Regions from separate parts of the Sus scrofa genome. Here region 1 is linked to region 2. Evidence: chromatin contacts called from public Hi-C data. All regions are on one chromosome and are shown on one strand. The core of a region is the stretch at or near the end of the contact, and the rest is flanking DNA. Distances in the headings are between cores, read along the strand shown.

Region 1 (5,667 bases), core at 150-2,649, 410 kb before region 2:
ACTAAGACAACACAAAAAGACCTGATCTCCAAAGCCACGTGCTGGGTAAGTGCCTGCCCATGGGCCCTTCGGTAAATGCCAGTCTACTGAGTGGAATGAAGTCAGGTGGCAAAGCGGAAGGAACACCAAGAGGACACAGTGAATGGCCATAACCAGAAGAAAGCGTGTAGAGTTCGTTTCATCAACTTGATCATCCAACACAGGGCCGTGGACCCCCTGGCTTTGCGAGACGTGAGCAAATGCGGGAAGGATGGAGGGGTCCAGTGGGTCCGAGTGGTGAGCAGGTGGCTCCATGAAAGGCAATAGCCAGAAGCATCACTTTCAGAAAGAAAGCATTCAGGATTCAGGAAAAAAAGCGTATTTCACTTGTTTTTCCCAGGGTTGATGGTGAGTGTTATGTTACTGATATTGGCCCTGAATGCGATACAGGGGTCTCTTTCCGATCAGCTGAGCTTGTTCAAGACTATCTCCCAGGGGAGGTTAAGCTGCCCCTGTGCCTGTCTTGTGCCCTCTCATCACAGAAGGCCTGGCAGTGACTAGAAATCCAGACCTGAAGTCAGGGCCCCCAGGTGTGCAGCCTCAGCCCAGAGATACCCTGAGACACTGGCCAGCAATGCAGTGCCCCCACCGAGCCCCTGGCCAAGCACTGGCCAGGAGCCCGGGGACCTGGTCAGGTTCCCGCTCTGCCACTCACCTTATGTCCAAGCCCTGGAGCGGCCCCTGGAGCTGGTTGGTGTCGCCAACCCTCAGGGCAGGTCGGGCCACACAGCTGCTTGGAACTGGCTGGCACTTCAACAACGCATCCACGAGGAGCAGGCCTGTGGGCCCGAATGATGGAAGATGTGAGCTGCGGGGATCAGATGTCTGCCCTCCGGCTTGTGTGCAGGAGAATCCCCCTGTTCCAGAGCCAGAAGGCCGCTCAGAGGCCCCCCATCCTTCTCACTCCACAGCAGCAGGAGCTCAGGCCAACTGGGCCTCTGGCCACAACTGTAGGGCTGCAAGGCAGACAGGACGGCGGGCGGATGAGGTGCCGACGGCTGCCATGCTGGCAGACGCTACCTCTTCACCAGGCTCTTAGGACATCATCCGAGGTTATATTTAACCTGTCGTCCTGGGCCAACAGCCGCCTCGCAGACATGGAGACCCTGAGATGTTCCTGAAGATTGAAGCCCACTTCACATGCTGGTTTAGGTCACAGAGTGGAAACATCCAGAAATAAGACGTCATGACTCTGCTGACACAGTTGGACGACAGCTGATCCATGTGGAAGGGACTTGTTCGTCGAGCTGTGGGGGCGCACTTTGCGCCCAAGGATTCCCTGAAGCAGGAAATAGTTCCCCACAGTCCCGGCTTTAATAAGTGAAAGAACCAGGCTGGACACTCTGTTCCGTATGAGGCCAATGCCAGGCGTGTCTGGCTTTGCTGTGTTTACTCACGGTCACTGCTTTGTGCCCTACTGCTCCCTTCAAATCCACCTCAGCACACAGCACCATTAAGACACCAAAATCATAACTCATGGTGGACTATCCATCTCCATCCAAACAAGTTTGCTCGGTTAACCTGTCGGACCCCACTGCGCCCTGACTATCTAGCTGACAATCATAGGAGGAGGGATGAGTCCGGTTGGAAGGAAGCACAGGAGAACCACAGCTAGCCAAACCTGGAGGTGGAGGGGGCGGGATGTTGCAGCGCATCTGGGCTCTATAACCAAGATCAGAAGACGCTAGGCCGGTGAGGAGGGGCTGAGAGCATGAGGAAAGAAGGTCTCCAAATATCTGTAATTCAAGGAACCTGTCGGCCCCGTGATGTTGCTCATGCATTTTGCAGTTTGTGTTCATGAGGGGGCAGAGCATAAGCCCCAACCACTCCCACCACCAATCAACAGAAAAGGAACAGACAGGTCAGGAACACGCAGAGCCAGTGCCACCCCCCTGCGTCACTCACTGTTCCTTCCTCCGGATGCTCGCCTCTCACTCCATCCCTCCTCCACCTCTGTTCAAACTCTGCCTGTTCATCAAGGGTCAAGGACAGATCCATGGATGGTTTCTTCCCAGACACATCCCTGTCCGTCTCCTGGAACCAGTTTCCCACTTCTCTGTGGGGACCACTGACTCCTTGAGGAAGTGGACACCTCAGCGCCCCTCTGTGGCTTCCACTCACCTTCCCACTCGGTCCTTGACACGTAGCAGACAAGGATGCCAGTGCAGTTTCAATGAGCTGGACTCCTGGGCGGAGCAGCATCGGGGGACGGATGCACAGGAAGGACAGGTTGGACAGTCACCGCACTGAGAACTAGGGTCCTGACCCAGTGGAGGAGGAGAGCAGCAAGTGTGGGGACCCAAGGGAGTGATGTGGGAGCTCAGATGGCCCAGGTGACAGTCTGGCCTTCACCCTAACCTGGTTCCAAAGTGGCAATGGGAATGCCGTTGTTCTCAGGAGGTCTCGTGAGTTTTACATGAGATAATGTGTGAGAACAACGGTCGGTACGCTCCACGCTGCTTGGAAAGGCTACCATAAAATCCGTACGATTGTACACTGCTACTTGGAGTCCAGTGTCATTGTTTCCCTCCCTCTGTGGCTTCAGGTCATTGACGGCTGATTCTGCACTCAGAGTTGGCTCATTTGCTCCCAAATGATGACCCCCAGACTGGTCTGTCTTTGGGGCTGTGGACAAAACCCAGGATCCCACGCTGACCCATCAGGAAGAGCCCAGTTCATTCGCTGTGGTTTTGTGCTTCCATCTCTTTTCTCCAATGAAGGCCTTGGCCTTGATGGCGTCCAGGACCACCGTCAGAGGTAGAATTCACTGACCAGGCTGAGGGCGCTGGGGCCTCAGGGAAACCCTGCTACACGTGGTCGTGCGACTCCAGGGCTCCTTTTTTTCTTGCTTCTCCTTCTGTAGCTTTAAAGGTCCCATCCAACATTCCCAAGTCCAAGGATCAGGGAGTGTCCCCTCCGTGTCACTTTCTCATGTGCTCTGCCATCAGCACACACGATTCAATCCTTCCTCCCCACCTGGCTTACACACGCATGCAGCAATGACCTTGGTTTTACGCTTTTCTACAATTGCTGCAAAGGAAATGCCAGGGCTTCTGGAAGCAACCTGGACAAAAGAGGCAGTGTGAGCTCAGGCTGCCTCTGTAGGTTGATGGTAAAAGTGCCCATGTTAAGACAGGAGTTATAAAACAAACCGTCTTTCCCCTATTACCAGGGAAAGAAGCCATTTCCCTGCTCCCTGGTGGGGAACTAAATTGAGGACATTTCTTGTGCTCGAGCTGCACCTCTGAATCACAGGGTCAGCGTTACACCCACTGAAGTGCCTGTTGTGCTCTGGACAAGAATTCCAGGCCATCACAGCAGGGGCCTAGAGGAATTCCCAAGGGGATCACCAGGCCTGGCAGCTTTCTGACCTGCCTCCCTTTGAAGCATGATGTGCTGACTGAGTCATTTCCAAATCTGACTGACCCACATTTTCAGTTATGTTCAGTCACATCAAGTCAGCACACAAACGCTGTGCCTCCTCTGTGCTGGGCTCTGGGCTCAACCAAGAAGCAGAAACATGAGGTTTTGAAAGTACCAAAGTGCATGAAGATTGCACTGACAGTTAATTATCGAATGGGGCTGGCGGCCAAGAAAACCTGACGCAGAAAGAAGAGGGTGGAGCTGTTGGGGAAGGTTCTAGAAGAATGGACGTAAGCAGAACCCATGAACCAAGGCATATAGCGCAGCTGGAGAGAAGTAGTAAGAGTCTCCAAAAGGGAGACTCACAGTTACAGCCGCAGAAGGCAGGAGGAAACAGGGGGACTTTTCAACGTGTATCGACTCCTTTGGCTGCAGTTTATCACCGTCATATGGTTCCAGGGCCTGGGAGTCTGAGCTGCTGAGAAAATCGACCATTTTCCAACCTCATGTCTATGGCCAGGCTTGGAGGGAAAGGCCCACAGCAGTGAAGTCTGCACTATCTTGGTTGGGAGACAGAGGAGCTTCAGTAACAGGGGCCCCGAGACCTGGCACTGGCCTCACTGTCTTTACTTGTGAGCTGAGAGTGAACCAGCAAGCCTGCCTACCCCATGGGATCCTTGCGGGAATCAAAGGAGGAAACGGATGTGACAGGGGACAGGACACAAGGGGCCACACGGCTGTAGGGTTAGCAGGAGCAGAGACGGAGGAGGAGTAGGAGCAGACAGGACTTGGCACGTTGCTCCAGGCACCAGCTCTGCTGTTGGAGAGAGACAGCCTGCATTTTAATCCTGACTCAGCCATTGACTAGATGGAGAGGTGACTTGCCATTTTTTTTTTTTTTTATGGTCCCACCCATGGCATTTGGAAGTTCCTGGGCCATGGATCCGATGTAAACCACAGCTGTAACCTATGCTGCTTCTGTGGCAAAATCAGATCCTTTAACCCAGTGTGCTGGGCAGGGGGATTGAACGCTTGCTTCTGCAGTGACCTGACCTGCTGCAGTCTTTTTAACCCTCTTCGCCACAGTGGGAGTTCCTAGAGGAGTGACTTTACCTCTCTGTATCTCAGTTTCCTCAGTCATTGATAAGCATGGAAACAACCTAAATGTCCATCAACAGAGGTTCTCATATTAAGTGAATAAGTCAGGAAGATAAAGACAAATACCATAGGATATCACTTATTAGTGGAATCTAAAATATGGCACAAATGAACTTATCTACAAAACAGAAACAGACTCACAGACATAGAAAACAGACGTGTGGTTGCCAAGGGAGGGGGAGGGGGAGTAGGTGGGACAGAGGTAGAATTTGGGGTTAGTGGATACAAACTATTACATTTAGAAAGGATAAGCAATGAAGCCCTGTTGTAAAGCACAGGGAACTAGATCCAATCACTTGCGACAGAACATGATGAAGGAAATATGAGATAAAGAATATATTTCTGTATGACTGGGTCACTTTGCTGTATAGCAGAAATTGACAGAACATTGTAAATCAACTATACTTTAAGAAAAAAAAATTTAAGGCAATGAATACAATTCCTACACATCATAGGATTAAGCCACTACTTGTAAAGCTCCCTAGAGCTTGCTTGGGAGACTCTAACCTTCAGTGAACATTAGCTATTAATTATTTTTTTGTCTTTTTTTTTTGCCATTTCTTGGGCCGCTCCCACGGCATATGGAATTTCCCAGGCTAGGGGTCTAATCAGAACTGTAGCTGCCAGGCTATGCCAGAGCCACAGCAACTCGGGATCCGAGCCGCGTCTGCAACCTACACCACAGCTCACGGCAACGCCGGATCGTTAACCCACTGAGCAAGAGCAGGGACCGAACCCTCAACCTCATGGTTCCTAGTCGGATTCGTTAACCACTGCGCCACGACGGGAACTCCTAGCTATTAATTATGATTGCAGTTCTTACTATTGTTGAGGAGGATCAGTTATTTATGATGCTTAGAAGCTCAGGTGAACGTATGTATCCTGGCTAGAGACCCAGGGAAGAGTTGATGTGACAGCCTGGAGCTGACATTGCCATGTGGAGACAGAATTACGGCTTCTTCAGAGGAGGTCACTCTTTTTCTCTTAAGGCCTTCAACTGATTGGATGAGGCCCACCCAAAGTGTGGATGGTAATCTGCTTTCCTCGGGGTCTGTGGATTTAAATGTTTACTCATCGGAAGAAAGCTTCTCGGCAACATCTAAACTG
Region 2 (6,111 bases), core at 1,839-4,338:
ACCTTCCATTTCTCCTCCCACTTTCCCCTCTGCCTCCAGGGGGCGACCCTGGGCTCCCAGAGCCTGTAGGGGTGTTGGAGGCCCTGTAGGTCAATGCTATTCTCCTTCTGGCCATTGGCAGGCACCCAGGACATGGCTTGTTTCTCCACTAAGTCACCAGCCTCCCTTGGGTTTCCGGTTTACAGCATTTGTTGAGCCCTCTCCTCTGCTGTCACCCCCGCTTCCTGAGCTTCTGGTCCTTGCAGGTTGACACAACAGGATGGAGAAGAAAGAGATGCCTGCGTTCATTCTCTCTGTCTTAGCTGGTAGTGAAGGAACCAGTTCACAGAAAGTGCAAGTACTCAGACTTACCCCACTGAGCGTCTTACACTCTAAAGACCAGCCTTGGGGAGTTCCCGGGTAGCCTAGTGGTTAAGGATTTGGCATTGTCACTGCTGTGGCTTGGGTTCGATCCTTGGCCCAGGCACTTCTGCAAACCATGGGCGTGGCTCAAAAATAAATAAATAAGTAAATGAAAAATAAAGACCTGCCTTGAGTGGCCCTCTTCCTCTCAACTCATTAAAACAGGAACCTCATCATTTTTTTAATGTGCTCTACGATGGATTTGCTTTATTGATATTTTCAAAAAGCCCTTTGGAGGAAAGGCCTTAATTAAACAAGGCCCTTTATGGGACATTCCAGGGAATACTGTCCACGCGTTGCTCAGGGGGAAAGGATTTGGGGTGGGGTCTATTTGGAAGAGACTGCACATCATTTTCCCGTCTTGGAGTTTCACGATATACATGGAAAAGTCTAATAAATTATGTAACAAAAAAAATGATTAGAGGAGTTCCCACTGTGGCACAGTGGGTTAAGGATCCGGCTTTACCACAGCTGTGATGTAGGTCCCAGCTGGAGCTCAGATTCTATCCCTGGCCTGGGAACTTCCGTATGCTGTGGGTATGGCCAAAGAAAGAAAAACCAAAACAAAAACAAAACAACACTTACTGGAGTGGCGCTTCTAAACTGAACGGACCACAAATCCAGTTTTTCGTGTAACACCTGCTAACATCCTCGCCAAAGCAGCCTTCCTTCCACAGAACATCCCAAGGGAAAGGCTGTGATAAATCCGGTAAGAGATTTTGGTCAGAAGCTGTTTCCCCAAAAGCTCCCCTTCAGTTGGGTCCTGGGCGTAATAAGGACCCTGCTCAATCCCCCGCTTTGTGAGGGTCCTGGGGCCCCTCAGCATGTGTGTGACAAGACGGACGGACTTTTGACCCCAGGTTGGAACAGTTGCACCGATGGCAAAGGGACAAAGCAGTGTTTTTCTTTCTGATTCTGACATGTGTGCTCTGGGGCATACTGGGAAGGTTGTAATTTTCCAGGGCAAACTTTGACACTTTGTTTCTGGGTCACTGAGAAAACACTACCTTTCAGTGCCAATTACTGTTTTCCTCAAATCCGCTCTTTTTGTCCAGTTTCCTTTGAAAGACTGGAACAAACGCTAAGCCTCTGGCTTCTCGACTCGTCACTCAAATTCATAGCACAGATTTCTGAGTCCTGCTTGTGTTCAGGTTGTCCTGCAGAATACATGGTTTGCTCTCAAAAGTCACCTCTTTTCCCAGCCCTGGGCACGCTGCTGGAATCAGAGCTCTGACTTTTTTCCACAGTCATGATGTTACTTGTATAGTTATTGATGTCTTCTATACCTTGTTGAATTTTCAAGGCCACACTCTCACTTTTGATGTCATTTCATTCCAGTCAAATCCCTCTGTATACATTTACATTTTATGTGAAACTTTGACTTGCCATAATCTTTGACATCCTTTGCTCCAAATAATGGTACTTTCTTTTAAGCCAATGCATAATAATACATTCTTCTACTTTTCAAGGCTGCTAGAAGGAGATTAACTCAGACAATGTTGAGATTAACGCTGCTGCAAGTCAAAACAAGTTGCAACATGCTGGAAAACAGAGCCCGGTTTTGAGTTTACAAATGAAGGGTGTTAGACCTGAAACTTTGAAGGTCTGTGGAAAGCTTTATGCTTCTGCATGTTGCTAAGCTCAGGACTCTTGTGTGTAAATGATACAATAACAGTCTTAATCACTTATCATTCATTACATTTTCCTCAAGTGTTTGAGATTCAATTATCTTTCAACCTATTGCAGCTCTTTAAGTAATAAATTCTATTAACCTGCTACGCAGCACGTTCAAGTTGGACCCTTGGCCCAGGGCCTTGCAGACGGTGGTGGCTGCGCACGAAGATTCAAAAGGACAGTCCCCTGGGCTGTGATCAGTTTCTAAGCTTTAAAAGACAACCCAGGCAATTCCAGGAGATACTGTGCCGAGAAAGTACGACCCATGAGGAAGAAAAGGGCATGTATTTGGGATTGGATGGAAGTGGGGACAAGTTCACAAAATCAGGACCATCTGTGAATTGAGTTTCCTGAAGATCTTTGTAATATTCAGGACAAATTCGGTTAAGTGGACGGCTTTAGCTTAGAAATCAATTTGCACAGGAATAAACTGGGACCAGATCTTAAAGACCCTTGAAGGTCCATCCAAGGTTACTAGGCTCGGATACGCTGCGTGATGGTGTCATCACCACTAGTGCGCGGGACACGAACGCGGGGCTTTGCGAGGCTCCTCTGGCATCTGCGCACAGACTGGACTGAAGCGGGGAAGCGGCGGGAGGCAGGTGACGCGGTTGGCGAGATGCGAGGCGGAGGGATCCTAAGGGCAGAGGCAGGAGCCTGGCGAGTGATGGGACGAGGAAGTGGGAGAGAGAGGAAGCAAAGGCAACTGGTTTCGGAGCCCGAGTAATGGAAGCAGTGATGGCACCAGGGACAAGGAGGAGCACACATCAGGGCGGGGGGCGGGGGTTACTGGGAGGATGGGTTTGAACTTCGTGTTGGACAGGCTGTAGGTGAGGCGGGGCCGACATCTGGTGGACGCTGTCGGCTGGTGCTGGAGGCGAGGGAGGGCGGGATCCTGGGGCTGGCTGAGCGCATGCGCGGTCTCCTGCCACCCCCCCCCCCCCATCACGTCAGTGCCCAGGGTCACCGCTGTTTCCTCCTTGCCTCATTCCAGAGTCCAAGGTCCTGGTTTTAGTCTGTTTCCAAATGGCAGTCTCTAGGGTGCACAGCGGTCACCCACTCCCTGCCCCTGATGCTGTGGTTAAGGTCTCATGATTGTCGCTGCAGTCTAGACGCTGACTTGCCTCCAGGGAGGTGTGGCAATAGAATAAACCAAAGGAGTCTTTAATTTCTCCAGTTTTCTTCTGGTCACGAAAATACATGTTTTTAAAAATAACTCTCATCTCTGTGTGTGTGTGTGAGAGAGACTGGGTCACTTTGCTGTACAGCAGAAAACTGACAGAACACTGTAAACCAACGAAAATAGAAAAAAATACAAATCCTTATTAGAAAAACCTCACATCCAAAAAGTTCAAACTCTTGCACGTGTACAACAGGAGATGGGTAACACATACCCAGGCAAACTTTGCCATCCACGTTGAAAACAATATGCAGCAAGACAGATACGAGATACCTAGTTACAGGACGGACTACTACTCTGCAGTGAAAAGTCCCGAATGACACCTACGTTCGTCCCCTGGGATAAGCCTCACGGTGTGTCATGAAAGAAGCACGTCAAGGATAAACACTGACAGTATGACTTCACTGACATGAGGTCCAGACCAGGTACACTTGTTCGTGGGCACACGCATAAGACGGAAACACGTAAGGGTACGCAAGGAAGGGTCGGTCACAAGAGGCAAGAGAGTGGTGTCTGCAGGCACTTCCAGAAGAGACACACGAAGGACTTCTAAGATACTGGCTGCTCCTACTTCTTCAACTTGCTGTGGCTCATGGATATTTGCTTTATTAGAGTGACACAGTGAGAAACAGAAATAGGATCTTTGGCCCACGTTCCTGACGCAGAGCCCTAAACTCCTCGGGGCTTCCCCGGGTGATCGGACAGTCTTTTGTTCTAAGGGTGCCTCTTGGTGGCGCCCGGATAAGCATCAGGCTGGGGCTGCTCAGAAGAAAGACCAAACCACGATTAAAGCCTGGAACTTCCGGTCCCACTCTCCGTCCCCGGGGAGCGGACAGGGTCTGAAGACTGAATTCTAGGAGGTGCGCTGGCTGCTTTGAGGTCTGAACGGCACCTGGAGGTCCTGGAGGGAAACACTCCTGGTTTCTCGTGATGAGGGTGCAGCGACAAGAGGCTGGTACCCTGATCTTGGACTTCCAAGCTCCAGAACCGTGAGACACAGATCTCTGCTGTTTATAAGCCTATGGTCAGTCTATGGTGCTTTGTTACGGCGGCCTGAGCCAAGACAAAGATAAAATGAAGCTGAAAGCGGGGTGAAGGCAAACCACTCGATGCAGCACAAAGGTACCTGTCACAACATGACCACTTTGCAACATGCTCAGCTGTGAGCGCCGGGCGGCGGGCCTAAGTGACCGGCAGGTTTTCCTCTCCCTCTGCGCTCAGGAGCCCCTTGGCCACTACCTGGGGGTCTGCAAACCGCGTTGACATCGTCCTTGGAAAGGAAGGCGTGGCTGGGGATACGTGAGTCGGCTTTGGTGTCAGAGCTGGGCTCAAGCTTCTGCTCTAACATGGAAAGGCTGTGAGACATGGGGCAAGGTTTTTCCCTTCTCTCAGCTCTGGTTTTGCCATTTGTGAGACAGGCAAAATATCTGCATCTCCAGATTATTGCAAAGACAGGGAGCGACTGTTTGCAAGTGACTAACATGTAATAAGCACTGGGGAAGCCGTGCCAGACACTGAGGGCTTCTAATAGACGAAGAAACGAAAGCCGACTCGTAATGGCCAGCGGAGAAACAGCGGACCCAGGCCGCCCGAGACTCCGTCCTCATGTCACCCGCAGTGTACTGACCGACTGACTCACCATTTCAGGGACGGGACTGATCAGATCAGCCATCTGCCGAAGTCACATTTAAACACACACATGCACGTGCACACACACACTCTCTCCCTCCCCCGCCAGCACCAGTGTAAATACTTCGAGTTGGTTCTGTCCATCCTAATGGACGAGCTCAGTGCAGGAGACCCGGTCAGTGAGGACGGTGTGGCCAGCCAGGCGACGGGTTCTGAGATGCACAAGGACTTAGAGGCCCAGGGGGCCCACGGATCCGGACTCCTTCAGCATCGAGGGTGCAGGTTCAGGGGAAGGACGGAGGAAGGAGACCGGGCTTCGGTGGGAAAACCCGGGACTCACTCGGCAGAGTGCGACGGCTCAGATGTGTTCAACACTCACCACGCACATTTTCTACAACAACGCAGCGTGGAAACCGAGGCACAGAGACCCACGGAAGACAGCGTGATGGGTACCGGGCTGAGGGAATCAGGCACCGCGGTGGGAAAATCACCAGACTTGGAGTCAGCAAAGGAGGGTTGGTGTCTTTGTTCTGTTTCCTAGCTCAGTGACCTTGGGCGGGGTGGGGAGAGGTCTCAGACTCCCAAATCTTTAGTTTTCTCAAAATGAAGATGATGCTGATAATGCCAAGAGTCTTAGGAGCGAGTGATAAACACCTCATGGACGGTTGTTAATGGAAAAGGTGTATGTTTCTGGATCTCGGTCCCCTTATCTACAAACCAGGGAGAGTGACAGTATTTGTTTTACAGGCTTGTTGGGATTTAGTGAGTTAATCCATGTGAAATGCTTCGAATAGTGTCTGGATTAAGTAAGCACTCGAATTACTAGGCAGTTAATTACATAAAACCAAACTGTCACCCACCACCAGCTCAATCCACTGTCTACCCGCCATCACTGATGTGTCCGCTGGTGTCTTACCTTTAGCAACTAGTCATCGTGAAAGACGAAGGGTCCCATTTTGCCTATTTTCTTTCCTTTTCTTATTAGAAGACAGCGACTAGAATCATTAAACAAACAACAAAAAACAAAACTCTGCTGCAGTCATGACTTTGTAAGTACATATGTTACTCATCTATTCATATTTACTAAGCATTAACACTGTTCAATAATAGAATATAAAGAAAATACGTACAGTGCTATTTCAGATTGTAACCTAACACCGAGCACCTCCCATGGTGATACAGTCTAAGGCCGACCACAGAACGGCCACTATAGGAAAGACGATAGG

Evidence for each region. A called contact is a pair of places that touch in the nucleus more often than the background predicts.
Region 1: a contact with region 2 is called in a Hi-C map of liver, with 11 times the contacts expected there. A contact is called at or near these places in 3 of 47 Hi-C or Micro-C datasets (embryonic fibroblasts and liver).

What each region holds. Positions count from the first base shown.
Region 1 is chr3:127,886,118-127,891,784 of Sscrofa11.1, reverse strand. No RefSeq gene overlaps it. Among named protein-coding and RNA genes, the nearest start is that of ID2, 390 kb to the right of the region's middle.
Region 2 is chr3:127,481,993-127,488,103 of Sscrofa11.1, reverse strand. No RefSeq gene overlaps it. Among named protein-coding and RNA genes, the nearest start is that of ID2, 18 kb to the left of the region's middle.